Linked DNA regions of Mus musculus: regions 1 and 3 are each linked to region 2. A link is a contact called in public Hi-C and HiChIP or PLAC-seq data. All regions are on one chromosome and are shown on one strand. Each heading gives the region's core, a stretch centred on a gene start, on an enhancer-like site or on the middle of the called end of the contact. The rest is flanking DNA. Distances are from core to core; before and after follow the strand shown.

Region 1 (4,617 bases), core at 539-3,038, 90 kb before region 2:
GATCTTAACCATTCTTTGGATGTAAGATGGAATCTTGGAGTTGTTTGGAATCTTGGAGTTAGTATTTCCATGATAACTAAGGATGTTGAATATTTCTTTAAGTGTTTCTCTGCCATTTGAGATTCCTCTGTTGAGAATTCTGTTTAGCTCTGTACCCCATTTTTAATTGGGTCATTTGGTTTGTTGGTGTCTGATTTCTTGAAACCTGGAATTGGGGAGGCTTCCAGGATTCTTTAGGGGTGACTCTAGTGGAGACTCCTAGCAGCAGGGGATATAGAAAACCCCTTCAACCCAAAACCTTCAACCCCAAATTTGTCTTGCCTACAAGATGTGCAGGAAACAAATACTGAGGGGATGGTAAGCCAATGGCTGGCCCAACCTGAGACCCACCCCATGGAAGAGAGCCAACCTTGATATTCATGATATTCTGCTATGCTTGCAGACAAGAGCCTGGCATAACTGTCCTCTGAGAAGCTTTGTCTAGCAGCTAGTGGAAACAGACACAGAGACCTACAGCTAGACAGTAGGCAGAGCTCAGGGAGTCTTTTGGAAGAATGGTAGGAAGGATTAAGGGAGCCAGAGGGGTCAAGGATACCACAAGAAGACCTACAGAGTCAGCTAACATGGGCCAATGGGGGCTCACAGAAACTAAACCACCAACCAGAGAGCATACAGGGGCTGCACCTAGGTCCCCTAACATATATAGCAGCTATGAAGCTTGCTTTTCATGTGAGTCCCCTAACAATTGGAGCAGGGGCTGACTCTGACTCTGTTGCCTTCTTTTGGATCTCTTTCCCTTAGGTGGCTGCCTTGTCTGGTCTCAGTGAGAAAGGATATGATTAGTCCTGCTACCATTTGATGTGTTAGAACGGGTTGGTATTCATGGGGTTTCCCTTTTCAGAGGAGAAGGAGAGAGGGCAATGAGGAAGGGGAGGTGTGAGGATAGGACTGGGAGGGGAGGAGGGAGGGGCACTATGATAGGGATGTAAAGTGGATATATAAATAAAGGGAAAAAACTAAGATACCATTAAAATGGGCAGAAACTAAACAAACAAACAAACAAACAAACAAGCCCCCCTCCCCCCCCCAAAAAAACCCCATAAATTCTCAATCATGTGTGGTAGTGTACATGTGCATTTCCAGCACTTGGAAAGTGGAGACAGAGGTCTGGAATAAGTTTGATGTCAGTTTGAGTGACATGAGATTTTGTTTTAGAAAGATAGAAGAGAGGAAAGGAAGAAAGGAAGCAGGCAGGGAGGCGGGAAATTCCATGCCCTTCCCTCTCAGTTTTGTACCTTGGCTAGAAAAACTTACGTTATATTTTGAAAGTACCATACTGGCATTTGTATCCCTCCTATCAGTTAAGTTTCCTGGAAGCCATCCCACCAGCAACACTCCAAGGAAAGAGGAGAAATATCCCTATAAAAAGATATGATTTAGGAGCTGTCTTCGTGAGACAGGAAGAATGTATTGGCAACAAAATACCCAAGACAGGCTAGCCATACTGGAAAGTGTGTTTATTTATCTTACTGCCTTGGAGGTTTAATGACATGGCTCTGGCACCAGTTCAGTTCTCGATTTCTAACACATAGGCACACATCACAAATAACCACAGCAAAGAGAATGTGGAAAGGCCATCTATAACCTCCAAAATATTGTGCACAGAAGAAGGCAGTGAGAGATGGGGGGATGGGTAGGGAGACAGATGTCTTGACTATCTCAATAGGGAGAAGAGTCATTTTCAGTTTAGTTACTTTTCTAAAGACTCCCTCTGGCCATAAAGTATCCATTATATCCTGGCAAACTCCAGAAGGTCATGGAAATTACCTAGGAGGTTCAGAGTGTATAATGGTATCTGTATTATGGGGATGGAATGCTGCGGCTGAATGTTATATGGCAGATAAGCCTGGTCAAGAATCTATGAGCAACATAGTGCCACAGTGAAAGACATACAACTACAGAAAGGGGAGTAAATACAGCATGACTTTTTCACTTAGATAGATAGCATCAAGGAGACAGGCTGTGGCTTCTCATGCCAGAGGCTCCTGTCAATCTGAAACCATTATGGAGCCTGGAAGATCTGAGGAACAGGAAACTGGCTTGTCTGATGCCGAGGTATCTGCCATCCTCTGAGGTCATACAAACCACCTCTTCTGTACTCCAGATGCTACCTTGGGCATGAGCAAGATGAAAAGGTATATGAAATACTCGTCTAAGAGAAACCAGATACTCTGAGACTATTGAAGATTATTAAGCCAAATTGTTTTCTTGTATCAATTGCTGTTTCTTTGAAAGATAGGTCTGTCAACTGCAAACTTTCACTCCTGATATGAATTGATAGTTGAGACACTTTGAGGTGCCATATAGAATGGGAGTTGTCTTTAAGTCACTCCCCAAAAGTAGTCAGACACTGCATTTGTGGAAGGGAGCTTCCCTCCATGAGGGGCTAACTGCCCTAACTGCAGATAACTCTCATCCAGTTCTCTCTCAAGCAAATCACTGAGACACATGCAAGGTGTTTCTTCAAATCATACAAGCTCCTTTCCCCCACAGATGAATAAAGAAGGTGATGTTGGGAGCCCAAACTGGCTCTAGATGGATGGGGAGATCAATAAACTCTTCTAAACTTTTCAGCCATCAAATGAGGATTAAAGCACATCTCCACTTGACCTCATACCCAAGTAAATAGCTGACAGAAGGAAACAGAAAAGCAAAGGAGTCCAAGTCCCGTGACCATTATAAGCTTTCAGATTGCCGCAGGTGAACCTCACTTGGGTCCTCGATCCATGGGCAAAATTCAGGTTCCAGTTACAGGTAGGCAAGGAGTCAGTGAGAAGGGGATGACAAACAGACATGACACAAGGGAGTGCAGATCTGAATGTATTTTGTCTCAAAGTGAGCACCAGTCTTATAAGTGACTTTTACACAAAACAGAGGAATTCCTACAAAGGACTGGCAGGAACCAACTGGGATAAAATTCAATGTTAACAACTGGGATCAAAAGCAGCCCCACCTAAGGTCAGCTTATGTATGGGTGTAACTCAGCTATCTATAGTTCTAAGTATCTACTCTGGTTCCTCCTTAGACCACAACCTTCCTTCTTCCTAGATAATGGTAAATTCCTGCATATGGGAGTAGCTTGCCCTGAGATTTCTAACTCTTAGTAGTAGATAGTAATACCTGATTTCTTTAACTAACTCTCTTACAATACTAGAGGCAATTCTGAATGTCACTAAATAGGCAACATTCTTACTGAATTCAAAGCCCATGGTCTGCTCAAGGACTGCCTAGGACTGGTGAGGAATCTAACTTAGCTATATGTCAAAATCAATCCTTAGAGGCACTTATAATAAAGCAATATTAAGGGAAAGCACACAGATCCGTTTACCGACTAAAGCAAGGACATTGGAGCATTCGTTATACAGGATGTCATGGTTCCAGGAGACTAAGTTTCCATTTTCGCCTCAGGACCGCATCCAGGCTTTTCAGTCTGTCACATGGGTCACTACAGGAGTGGATGTGGCACCAGATGTCTTCCCTGTTCTTTAGGTAATGTGTTGAGGCTCAATTCTGGCCTGGGGCAAGATAGAAGTTGCTGGCTTGGGTCAGGCCCCTGTTGGAGTTCTTGAGACAGATCAGGCATAGGATGTGTCTCCAACGAGCTTCTGGGTCCAATGTCAGCCAGTCCCACAACCTCCTGCTTGTCTCTTTCCCTTTTGATATTAGAGAGTAGAACATACCTTAGTAGAACAGGAATGAGTCAAATCCTGGCATATTAGGGTCATACACTTTTCAGTGAGACTATTGAGTAGGATCTAGAGAAACAACTATGAAGCTATAACTGCACCGAAGGCTTAGTAGCTTCGCTGGATCAAGTGCTGCTGCAGGGTGTGGGTGGGAGAGTCAGGGAGTAAGCGCAGTATAGTTCAAGTTTGAGGCAGTCTGTAGTCACAATATATTTTCTTTGAGGGAGTCAGTAATATTTTTTCTTAAGGCTTTCAACTAATTGAGCAATATCCACTCACATTCTGGAGGGTCAATTGCTTTCCTCAAATCCTACTGGTTAAAATGTTAATCTCATCTATAGAATACCCTCACAGCAACATCCAGACATCAAATATTTGGGTCATGTGGCCCAGCCAAATTGACACATAAAATTAACTGCCATGTAGGGATGAAGCTTCAGTTGGTGTATGATATTATGGTGGGTCCAGACTACTGGCCCACACTGGAATATTAATGATAGACATCAATGGAACATTCTTTGACCTCCTCTGGCTATTCCATAAAGACTCAGGTGAGAGCTACCTTTTGGAGGATAACCATAAAAAGTAGTCTTTCTAGAACATACTGGGACAGATTTAGGGAATTGAAGCCTAAACTGGACAGACACGAGGAGATCGTTTGATTATGTATATGACTTTGCTGAGTTGATAAGTTCTGCCAGGCTTCAGAGATTGGCCTAATAGGGGCAGTGAGGGAATGAAGAACGGACAGATTCAGAAAAGCTGGGATCACCAAATCTGGGCTCTCTGATAGAGAAGTCACAGGACCACAAATGCTCAACATAGCTTATATATAGTTGAACAAGGAGAAAGGGTTACTATATACAGATAA
Region 2 (4,838 bases), core at 837-3,336:
AACACTTTCACACACCAAATTCATCAGAAATGCAAATAAACTGTTTGAGCTGCTCTTTCCCTAGCAACTGAAGTTTATTTTCACATAGTTGCAGATCTATACAAATCACTCTTACATGCAATAAGACCCAGACTTTCTTAAGCAGACATTTCAGGTTTCCCTGCAGCCTCTAGTAAAAAAAACAAAAAAACAAAAAAACAAAAACAAAAACAAAAAAAACAAAAAACAAACCACTCTAAACTGGCTGTTTTTTGCAGACACTCCATCATTCCTCATTATTCTCTTATGCTCTGATACATAAAAAGAGACCCAATTCTAAGGGCTTGCTCAGGCCATCCACCCAACTCTCTCCCACTACTCTTGTTTGAGCCATGTCCCCTCTCCAGGCTGTCACTGCTCTGGCAAGGAGCTCATCTCAGAAGGCTCCTATACCCAGAGCAAGTGGCAAGCTTCTACCTGCAAGGAAGATTTCATCAGAAGAGGTGGTAACGAAAGCTTGTTTGCAGGGAGAAGGGGATAAATTACCGGTCAAATGCACTGCCCCTCAATGACTCCTGGAAATCCTTCATGTCATGCTGCATAACACCATAGCAGAGCCAAACAGCCAACCCCCCAAATCCCAGCCGCAATGGCAGCTGCCATGGTCCCACCAGTTCCTAAGAAAATCACCCCATCCTTCAAACAAAATGTAAGTTCTATAAAACCGACCTGTGTTAGCACACAGACTCCTTGTCTCTCCTCCTCTCTGTCTTGGCAAACCTTACTTAATTTCCCACTGAAAAGACTAGCTGATCTCAACTCACCTCACCACCCCACCCCCACCCCGGTGTTTACAACCTTTGACTACTATTTCACAAACAACGTCGGCATGCATGCTGTTAGAGCAAGCTACTCAATTGCTTCCCAGAAGCTCCCTGCACTCTTGCAGAGAGGACCAATGACTACTTGCTGGTTTTGTGGCCTCGCAGAGTACAGGACTTGGCAGGGATGGCGGTAGAGCAGGTGGGAAAGGCTGCTGAGAGGTGAGCTAGTGTGTGAATGAACTCAAGCCCCGCTGCCAGCCAGGCCTTGCTTTGGTGTTTTTCTGGCAGGTGAAGTTGAACGTCTCCAGGAGGAAAGACACCTCCTTTCCACAACAATGTGACTGGAAATCGCAATTTAACGTTGGGATACACTGGTCCGTTTTTCTAGGGTTGGTTCAGTTCTCCACCTTACTCCGATAGGTCGGGGGTGGGGAGGTGTCACACAAACAGTTCACCTACTTGACCCCCAAAACACCGTTGTTTGAAATGAATTCTTAACCAGGAAAACTTGCCCAGAATTTTGTGGTCTTTGGCCATTGTATCTCTACTTTCATCTCTTTTCCCTCCACCAGATATGGCCAAGCCTACTACCTACCGCGCGCGCGCACACACACACACACACACACACACACACACACACACACACGCACACCACACGCAAACACACATACCACATGCGCGTGCACACGCACACCCCTTTTCCCACTACCGTACCGAGCTCAGCGAAAAGGGTCTCCGTGCCCAGGCGGCCTGCAGTCGGGAACCTATCGGAGCCAGGGAGGAGTGCCAGTAGCCTGGGACTTTACACAGAGTCCCTGTGTAATAGCAACCGGCACGTAGCGATCACACCTTGCACGCACATACTTGCACATGTGCGCTCGGGTGCCCATGGGTCTCCCGCTTTCTGAAGTTACCTCTGGGGGCTGCTCCAGCTCTCCGTCCCCGGTCCTCCGCAGCTCTTGCGTGGCTCTGAGGTGGTGGTCCACAGGGCCTCCAACGCAGAGCTTCCCGAAGGTTCCCTAGGCAAAAGAATCCTAGGCTCCAGGGCAGCCCAGGCTTTGCACTTGGGGCAACACCCCTGGCGTAGGTTAACTTCAGCCCCCACAGCACGAGGTCTGGATCTGCAGACTAGGGTCGCACCCGGGCTTTCCTGGGCAGTCGGCAGCCACTGCCCACTTGCATGATGCTGGGGCTCTCAGCGGCTGGAGGATGCGGCCTCAGAGTCCGGATCAGCCCCAATCTCGGTTTCTGAGGCTCAGCCAGTGTCACCACATCACGGTCTTGGATACCGTGGGCAGCTCGGGCCAGGAACTCGATGGCCAGAGACCCAGTTTAGCCTCTCCATCATCTCCCGCCTGGGGAGCAGAGGAAGGCAGGACTCTCCAGCAGTGGGCTCGTGCTCCCTAGGGCGGGAGGGGCAGACTCCAGAGGGGCGCGGCAATAGCGCCGAGGGCGTGCCCTGCCAGAGGCTGCAGCCACCTAGAGAGTGGGCGCCCGCAACCCCAGAGTCCTGAGAAAGCCTCTGCTTCCTTAAGAGTCGCGCCTGCTGAGACCGGGCAAAAGCAAGCAGAGGTTGGAACTGGAGGGAGCCTCGGGCCAGATCCACCCCGGGGTTTGCTTCTCCCTATTTCCGGATGCTGAAGGTGACTGCGGCCCCCAGTGGAGAAGCAGAAGCTAACATCGTCCGCTGCTCTCCTTTTCTCCAGGTGCACTCTGCTCACCCTTCTGGGGCCTCAGACTCTGCAGTGCTTCACCAGGCCAGGGCAAACTGGTCACTTGGCTCATTGATGTTTCCCTCCTGGCCGGTGTTGGCTTCATTGGTACCCAGATTGGAGAGACTAGCGTTCACGTGACCAGCCCTCCCCAAACACGCACTCACACTCTTAACGGAATAGATTTCCAAAAGTCCAATTGGATACATCGATGAGGACTGGAGGCTTTTCCCAAGCCATCTAGGGTACTGCAGTGGGACTGAAATGCAGCAGCCTGCCTGTGGTGCCACCATTTATACAGATTGTCTTCCTCAGCTGGGAAAGTCACACAAACAGCGCTTTAAAGAAACGGAATTATAGTTTCAAACTCGTGGAATCAAGAGAAGAGTAGAGAAAAGAGAGAGAGAGAGAGAGAGAGAGAGAGAGAGAGAGAGAGAGAGAGAGAGAGAGAACCGGAGGGAAGGGGGAAGGAAAGGGAGGGAAGGAGAGGGGAGGAAAGGGAAGCGGGATGGAGGGGAGGGGAGGGAAAGGAAGGGGAGGGAAGGGGAGGGAAGGGGAGGGAAGGGAAGGGGGGGAAGCCTACTATTGGGGAACAAATAACTAAGGGGTGGCACCCTCTTAGGTTACTTTTCCAAGAGTGCAACCAAATGCAGGTTCCTGGCTAACTTTGTGACCTGTGGTCTGTCTTCTGTCCTTGGGAGGTGGTGGGGGCTGGAGGAGGGACACTGGTCTCCATGACAGCTTTCCTGCCTGAGGTTTTTTTGCTATGACTGGAAGCGTTCTAAAAGTGAACCTGTTAATACATGGATACTTTAAATAAAGCCTCATGGGGTAATAAGCTGCCAGCTGGATTTTCCCAGAATTTCACCCTTATTACTTTAGTGCCAGGCAAGACCATGCTCCTCTAGGGAGGACAAAAGCAACTGAGAGGTGAAAGAAAGGTCAAGTTTATTTGATCCACTGTACCTTGCTTGCCTAGGAGTCTAAATTTGTAACCAGTAGTGTCTTGGTCCAAACAATCTGGGGGATAGTCAGCAGTCAAAGATCTGCTAACTGATATGGAAGGCAAAGAGGGGCAGAGGGAGACAGACCTAACCCTGAGGAATAACTGTTAACTGTGCTGAGCAAGAAGTCCATTTGGATTCCAATGGAGAGAACTCTGGAGGCTGCAGCAGCCTGGTTGTTCAGAGAGTAAATAGAGACCTAGCAAACATATTTCTCCCAAAGCCAAGACTGTAAAATCCAAAGAACTGAAGGAGTTGGAACGGGAAGCTAGATGGATAGCGTCTGCCTGCTCCTTGACTTTTAATTTTTAAATGTCGTTCCCCTCCTGTTTCATTCTAAAAGAGCACCTGAGTCCAGACTCCAGAAGGAAACAAGCGGAAACCTTTGAATGGGGAGGGAGGGAGGGCTGTTCTATTTGATCTTGTTTCCCTGTACACTAACATTTTGGGGAAATTTGTAACAGTACAAACTTTTACATTTTAAACAGTATAAAGACACACACAAAGTGCAGGTTTCTGATCCTACACTGCCTCCTCTAGCTGGATTCTGTAAATCTACCCTTCAAGTGACTTCAGGCCCTGCAAAATTCCACTAATGTTCTATTCTGTACCATACTTCTCCCCCAGGACAGAGTATATGTGCTTAGGCTAACTGCCTACCCCAGAGGTTCATGTATTTAAAAACAAAATTAGTGCTGAGGTTGGGGCTACCCAGTGGAAAGAGGAGTGGCCTAGGAAGAGGTCCTTAGGTCACTGGAGCCAAGGAGCTCCTGGGATTCTGACCTTCTCTCTTTGCACCCCAACATCATTGCTGTCCAGAGGCCTGAGCAATAATAGAGTTTTCTGAGCTTGGACTTGAGTACTCAGAACTGTGAACTAAAATAACCCTTTTTTTATTATGAGTTAATTATCTCAAAGTTCTGTCTAGTGGCAGGAAAATGGCTAATGAGCATGGGTGCTGGAACACGGAAGCCAGAGAAGCTCACATGGGACTCTCTCCCTGGAGAGAGCCTGAGGTTTTGCCTCCTGCTATCTCCCTGTACAAACTTGGCAGTCTCGTGCACACACCTTTGTGAAGTGAAGGTCATTTCTCTGCACCACTCACTTCACTGTGCCCAGATCAGAACAAATCATTTATAAATGTTCTAGTTGAACTTAATACTTGAATTGAGAAACATGGGTAGTTCCAGTCTCAGAGACCCTCAGGTGGGAAATTGATAAATCTATTGAGCCCAAGATATGTCTCCACGGGTGTCGCAACCACTGAAACCACACAAAAGATATGCATCAATAGTCACGTTGTTCTTCATTTGGAATTC
Region 3 (4,367 bases), core at 510-3,009, 130 kb before region 2:
AAAATAAATAAGTTAATTTTAAAAATTGAACAGTTATACTATTAAAAAATGCAAGCATCACTACCTTTATTCTTTAAGACTATTCTTAAGTTGTAAGGGTCCATGATTTGAGAAAGAATGATATCTGGGACTCAAATAGTATGCAAACAACAAAGAGTGTTTTATTCTGCAGAAGTCTAGCATGCTGGGGTCTCCTATTACCAGAATATGGAGACACCCAAGCGAGCTTGCAGTCCTGATTTAATGCACAATAGGGAATTTCTGGGTAGGTGACCTCTCTGCTAATCTGTTAGGTCCATCTCTACGGACATTCCGTTACTGGGGTGTAGGGGCTGGAAACTTGCTGGCGAGGATCTAGAAACTGCTGCTGACCCATTGTCCTTGCCTCGGGCCAGGTGACTGGGAAGCTCCTGAGGCCTGGACTTGCCTGGAATTGCCCAGTTCTTGGAAACAGATTTAGGCCTAGTCTCCTTAACTGCTAATTGTAAGTCTGTCATGGGATCAGCCTAGCTTTCTCAAAGTAAAATAAGGGTTATTTGAAATCAGGAACTACAACAGTTAATCTGGCAACTAATTCAATTTATTCAACTGCTAAGTGACTAATGAATCTATAACACATGGATACACTGGGCAAAATGATGGTGCTTGTCTCCGATGTGAAGAGTGGGATTGAATGAGATTTCATCCTGCTACTTATAGTGACATGCAATTTAAAATTTTGAATTATTTCTGGAACTTTCCATTTTAGATCATGGCAATCAAGGGTAACTGAAAGTACAGGATATCAAACTGCGGTTAAGGAGAACTGGGTTATTTCTCTGCAGCCAGTGAAATGAGACAACTCAGCATAGATTAGATTAGATTAAAAACAGGTTTATTGGGAAGCTGCTTTTGGGTGGGCGAGTTCACTGGCCCCAAGGATTGAGGCCAGGGAACTCACCATAGGGTGGGGTGGGGGTAGGGAGAAAGAGAGAAAGGAGGAGGAAGAGGAGGGTGTAGAGAGAGAGAGAGGGGAAAGGGGAGAGGGGAGAGGGGAGAGGGAACACATAAATATGTCTGGAATATGTAGGGAAGATCCTTTGAGAATGGCAGCCCAACCTCTGGGATGGAGACAGGGAATGCCAAGTAGGAACTGAGGGATTCTGGGAGAACCTGGAGGTCAGGTCTGCTTTGATATGTAATATATTCACCACAGTCCCTTGACCCTGGATCCAAAACCAAACCAGGAGTTCCTACTGTCCTTCATTGTACGTTCCTTCTGTCCTCCCTCTGTCTGTTCCCAAGTGCTTACACACAGCCAGATGCATCTTAGGTGCATGCTGATGGGTAATATAATGAAATAAATAATTTTACAGCCACCACCGTGGCTGTAAAATCCAGTCTCGCACCAAATTCCCCACTAGTCTCTGAACGTTAAAAGAAATCAGAGTAATTTATCTTTTCAGAACACAGACTACATCTTACTTTTACAGTTTTCTTCCCGAGTCCCAGGGAGAAAGAGAAACCTGGCTGGTGATTACAAAATGGCTGAGCGACAAGACAGAGGAAGGCGTAGAAACCCTGCAAGCCCAGGCTTTGTTGCTGAAATGTCAGAGCGACTGAAGTCAAGTCCATTAATCTTGTTTTATTGCAAGATTCAAAATCGCCATGGTATGGCAGCCACAAAATTGATGGATGGGTCTCCCTGCGTTCACCCAGCACCTTGGCTGCCTGGGAAACCAGACCTCAGATGATCAGGGAGAGGAAATTAAAACCGCCCTTCGAGACTCTTCAGTCGCTGCAGCTAGGGAAGGATGGGGCATCGGTGGGCTCTGGCCACAGATCTGCATATCGTTGAGATTTACCACGTTTCAAAATAAGCAAATAAAGGCCCCACGAAAGAGGGAACCATCACCATAAATCTTAAATAATGGCTCTCTAGATTGACTGGCAGGCAGAGCACAACCCAGCCACCCAGCAGTACCTCAAGGCCTCCAGGCTCTGTGTGACCTTGACTGCCAATTCGCTTTTGTTTTCTGTTTGATTCTTTGGGTCATATTTGGTAGCTCAGGCTGTCCTGGAACTCCCTTTGTAGGCCAGGGTGCCTTGAAACTGGAGGGATCCCTCCTTAGCTTCTAAAGAGCTGAGATTACAGGCATAAACCGCCATACCCAGATCATATTTGCCTTGCTAATGAAGTAGGTGGAGATAATAAAGCCCGGTTGTTTTTAATTTGCCACCCTCTGATTGCTAGAGCGCTGGACCCTTCCTTTTTATTCCTGTTTTCTAGTTGGATCTCATTCTTTTGTCCACAGCCATTTTCCTTCTGCTCCAAACATAATTAATGTCTCAGTCCAGCAGCTCCGCATTTATTGTGAGCTGTGTATAGCCCTCCTAAGTCAGTGCTAGGAACCAGGAGGGAGGGGGGGGGGCGGGGGGCAGGGCGGGGAACCAGGAGTGAGAAGAGTGAGAAGGAAGGTAAGGGGCGGCGGGGGAGGGGCTTACAATGTTTTCTCTCCCGGTTCTTTGTTTTCTAATTTCAGAAAGCATAGAGATGTTTCTATTTCCTTAATTATCTCTATCTCTTTGAGTTTCCCTGTGTCATTTGCTACACATTCATTTCTCCCTTATTTTACATTCCCAAGCTCAATTAAAGGAAGCCTTCCAATCCAGCCGAAATTTATTTCTGTTAGATTTATGGGTTACACCGCTTCCTCTTCTAAATCGCACGGATTTTGCAAATGTTAGATTGACTAATTTTCCTCGTTTACTTCTTTGAGGTGAATTTAGCTTGCTATAAGCAAAGTTTACACCAAAAGACGGTTTGTTTTCTCTTGTGTTGAAAGAGAAACGTATCGTTTCCGTTGTTGGTTTGTAATATTTCAGTGTCTGGAAAGGCCAGGTCAGTACTTGTCGACATGTGTGTCTTATTTGTAGTCTGTCTTATTGTTCTTTTAAACACTGAGACTTTGGGCTAGAGAAATGGCTCAGTGGCTAAAATCACTTGCCATTTCAGAGGAACCAGGTTCGATTGCCAGCAACTACATGGGGACCCACACCTGCCTATAACTTCAGTTCCAGAGGCTCTGACTAAGCTCCATGGGCACTGGGCACACATGTGGTGCACGAACATATGTGAAAGCAAAACACTCATACAAAGAAATATTTCTAAACATTTTTAAATACTTAGGATTTATTTTTCAGTTCTCAGAAAATATTTAGAGAAATCCCTTTTATGTTGTATTTAGCCTGTAGACACATTTAGGTAACTGATAGGTTTATAATATAAATGTCACAGAGTAGGTTGTACTTTTACATCTACTTAAATTTGTTCTAATTCTTTTAAAGGTTGCTCACATCAAGTATTAATACTTCTATTTTAATACTTTGTGGTTTTGCCATGAATTAGATGGGCATTCATGCTTAGCTGGTATCTCATTTTGCTATATTCAACTGTGAGGAAGTACCTACTGGTTAACTTGCTACTCATAGAAGTTAATTCTGAAGGTTTTCAGTTAAAACCTGACTCTGTAGGTATACAGTCTTAGTACTTATGCATGATGGCACGCCACCCTTTCTTAATGGTCTTCTATCACTCTGTCTTTTCTGTCTTGGTTCTTTCATGATTTTGTGAAATGAAAGTGTTGGTAGAGGTTTGCTGAGAGGGAATAACTGCTTGTGCAGCGCCCCACCCCCACCCCCACTCCCGCTCCCCAGAGTGTTATAATACTGAGCCTATGGAGCTGAAGATATCTTGTTGCAGTATCAGCAATCATGCAAATGCTTTTCCTGATACACACTGTGTGGTGCTATGTGCTAGTCACTGTTATAGGCAATTACACACATGCCACTTGATTTGAGCCTCATGATAAATGATACTTCCCATTTTATAGATGGATCGCAGCACAGAAAGAAGTTGGTAGATCCCAGCAGAAAGAGAAACAAATATGGCTCCTAAGAACGTGCTTATACTTCTTTTAGTGGGAAGAAGTAGTTTGGGGGCCATTTCTCAACTAAACTTGTTTTGGGGGTAAGCAAGAAAATATCATTCTAATTCTCTCTCTCTCTCTCTCTCTCTCTCTCTCTCTCTCTCTCTCTCTCACACACACACACACACACACACACATACACACACATACACACACACAAACACACACACACACACACACACACACACACCTCATTTACCTGGCTTGGTCTCATCCCCTCATTAACCTCCTCATTTCATCCCTTATTAGACTGGTCCCCTTCCCCTCTCCCTAGCCCTTCTTCTGATAACACATATGTTATTATAACTACTGGAGCAAATATGATTTTGGTGTCTAATAAATGATCATGAGACTCTTGCTTGGACTAGTAGCAATTTCTAATAGATTTCCCAGTGTTGA

Evidence for each region. Hi-C and Micro-C count contacts between places; a contact is called where the count stands out from the background. HiChIP or PLAC-seq counts read pairs in DNA pulled down with a chosen protein or histone mark.
Region 1: a contact with region 2 is called in a Hi-C map of Sertoli cells, with 2.1 times the contacts expected there. The contact joins the enhancer-like site here to the promoter of Minar1 in region 2. A contact is called at or near these places in 4 of 39 promoter capture datasets (3T3-L1-derived adipocytes, embryonic stem cells, stem cell-derived epiblast-like cells and 1 more), 2 of 484 Hi-C or Micro-C datasets (Sertoli cells and induced pluripotent stem cells) and 1 of 115 datasets of contacts at active chromatin or transcription factors (PVALB interneurons).
Region 3: a contact with region 2 is called in an H3K4me3 HiChIP or PLAC-seq map of neural tube, with 4 times the contacts expected there. The contact joins the enhancer-like site here to the promoter of Minar1 in region 2. A contact is called at or near these places in 10 of 39 promoter capture datasets (HPC-7-derived erythroid cells, cranial neural crest, embryonic stem cells and 5 more), 5 of 484 Hi-C or Micro-C datasets (Sertoli cells, embryonic stem cells and uterus) and 2 of 115 datasets of contacts at active chromatin or transcription factors (differentiating embryonic stem cells and neural tube).

Annotation. Positions count from the first base shown.
Region 1 is chr9:89,531,018-89,535,634 of GRCm38.p6, forward strand. No RefSeq gene overlaps it. Among named protein-coding and RNA genes, the nearest start is that of Gm47403, 27 kb to the right of the region's middle. Within about 2 kb of position 1,789, at least 1 of the 459 cell types and tissues checked has an H3K27ac peak or open chromatin away from gene starts, as enhancers often do. A contact at or near this core is called in Sertoli cells, where this site is marked.
Region 2 is chr9:89,620,900-89,625,737 of GRCm38.p6, forward strand. It overlaps Minar1 (membrane integral NOTCH2 associated receptor 1), which reads right to left and starts at 2,087. Exons shown (of 4, transcript NM_153509.2): 1 at 1,718-2,087.
Region 3 is chr9:89,495,187-89,499,553 of GRCm38.p6, forward strand. No RefSeq gene overlaps it. Among named protein-coding and RNA genes, the nearest start is that of Gm47403, 63 kb to the right of the region's middle. Within about 2 kb of position 1,760, at least 23 of the 459 cell types and tissues checked have an H3K27ac peak or open chromatin away from gene starts, as enhancers often do. A contact at or near this core is called in neural tube, where this site is marked.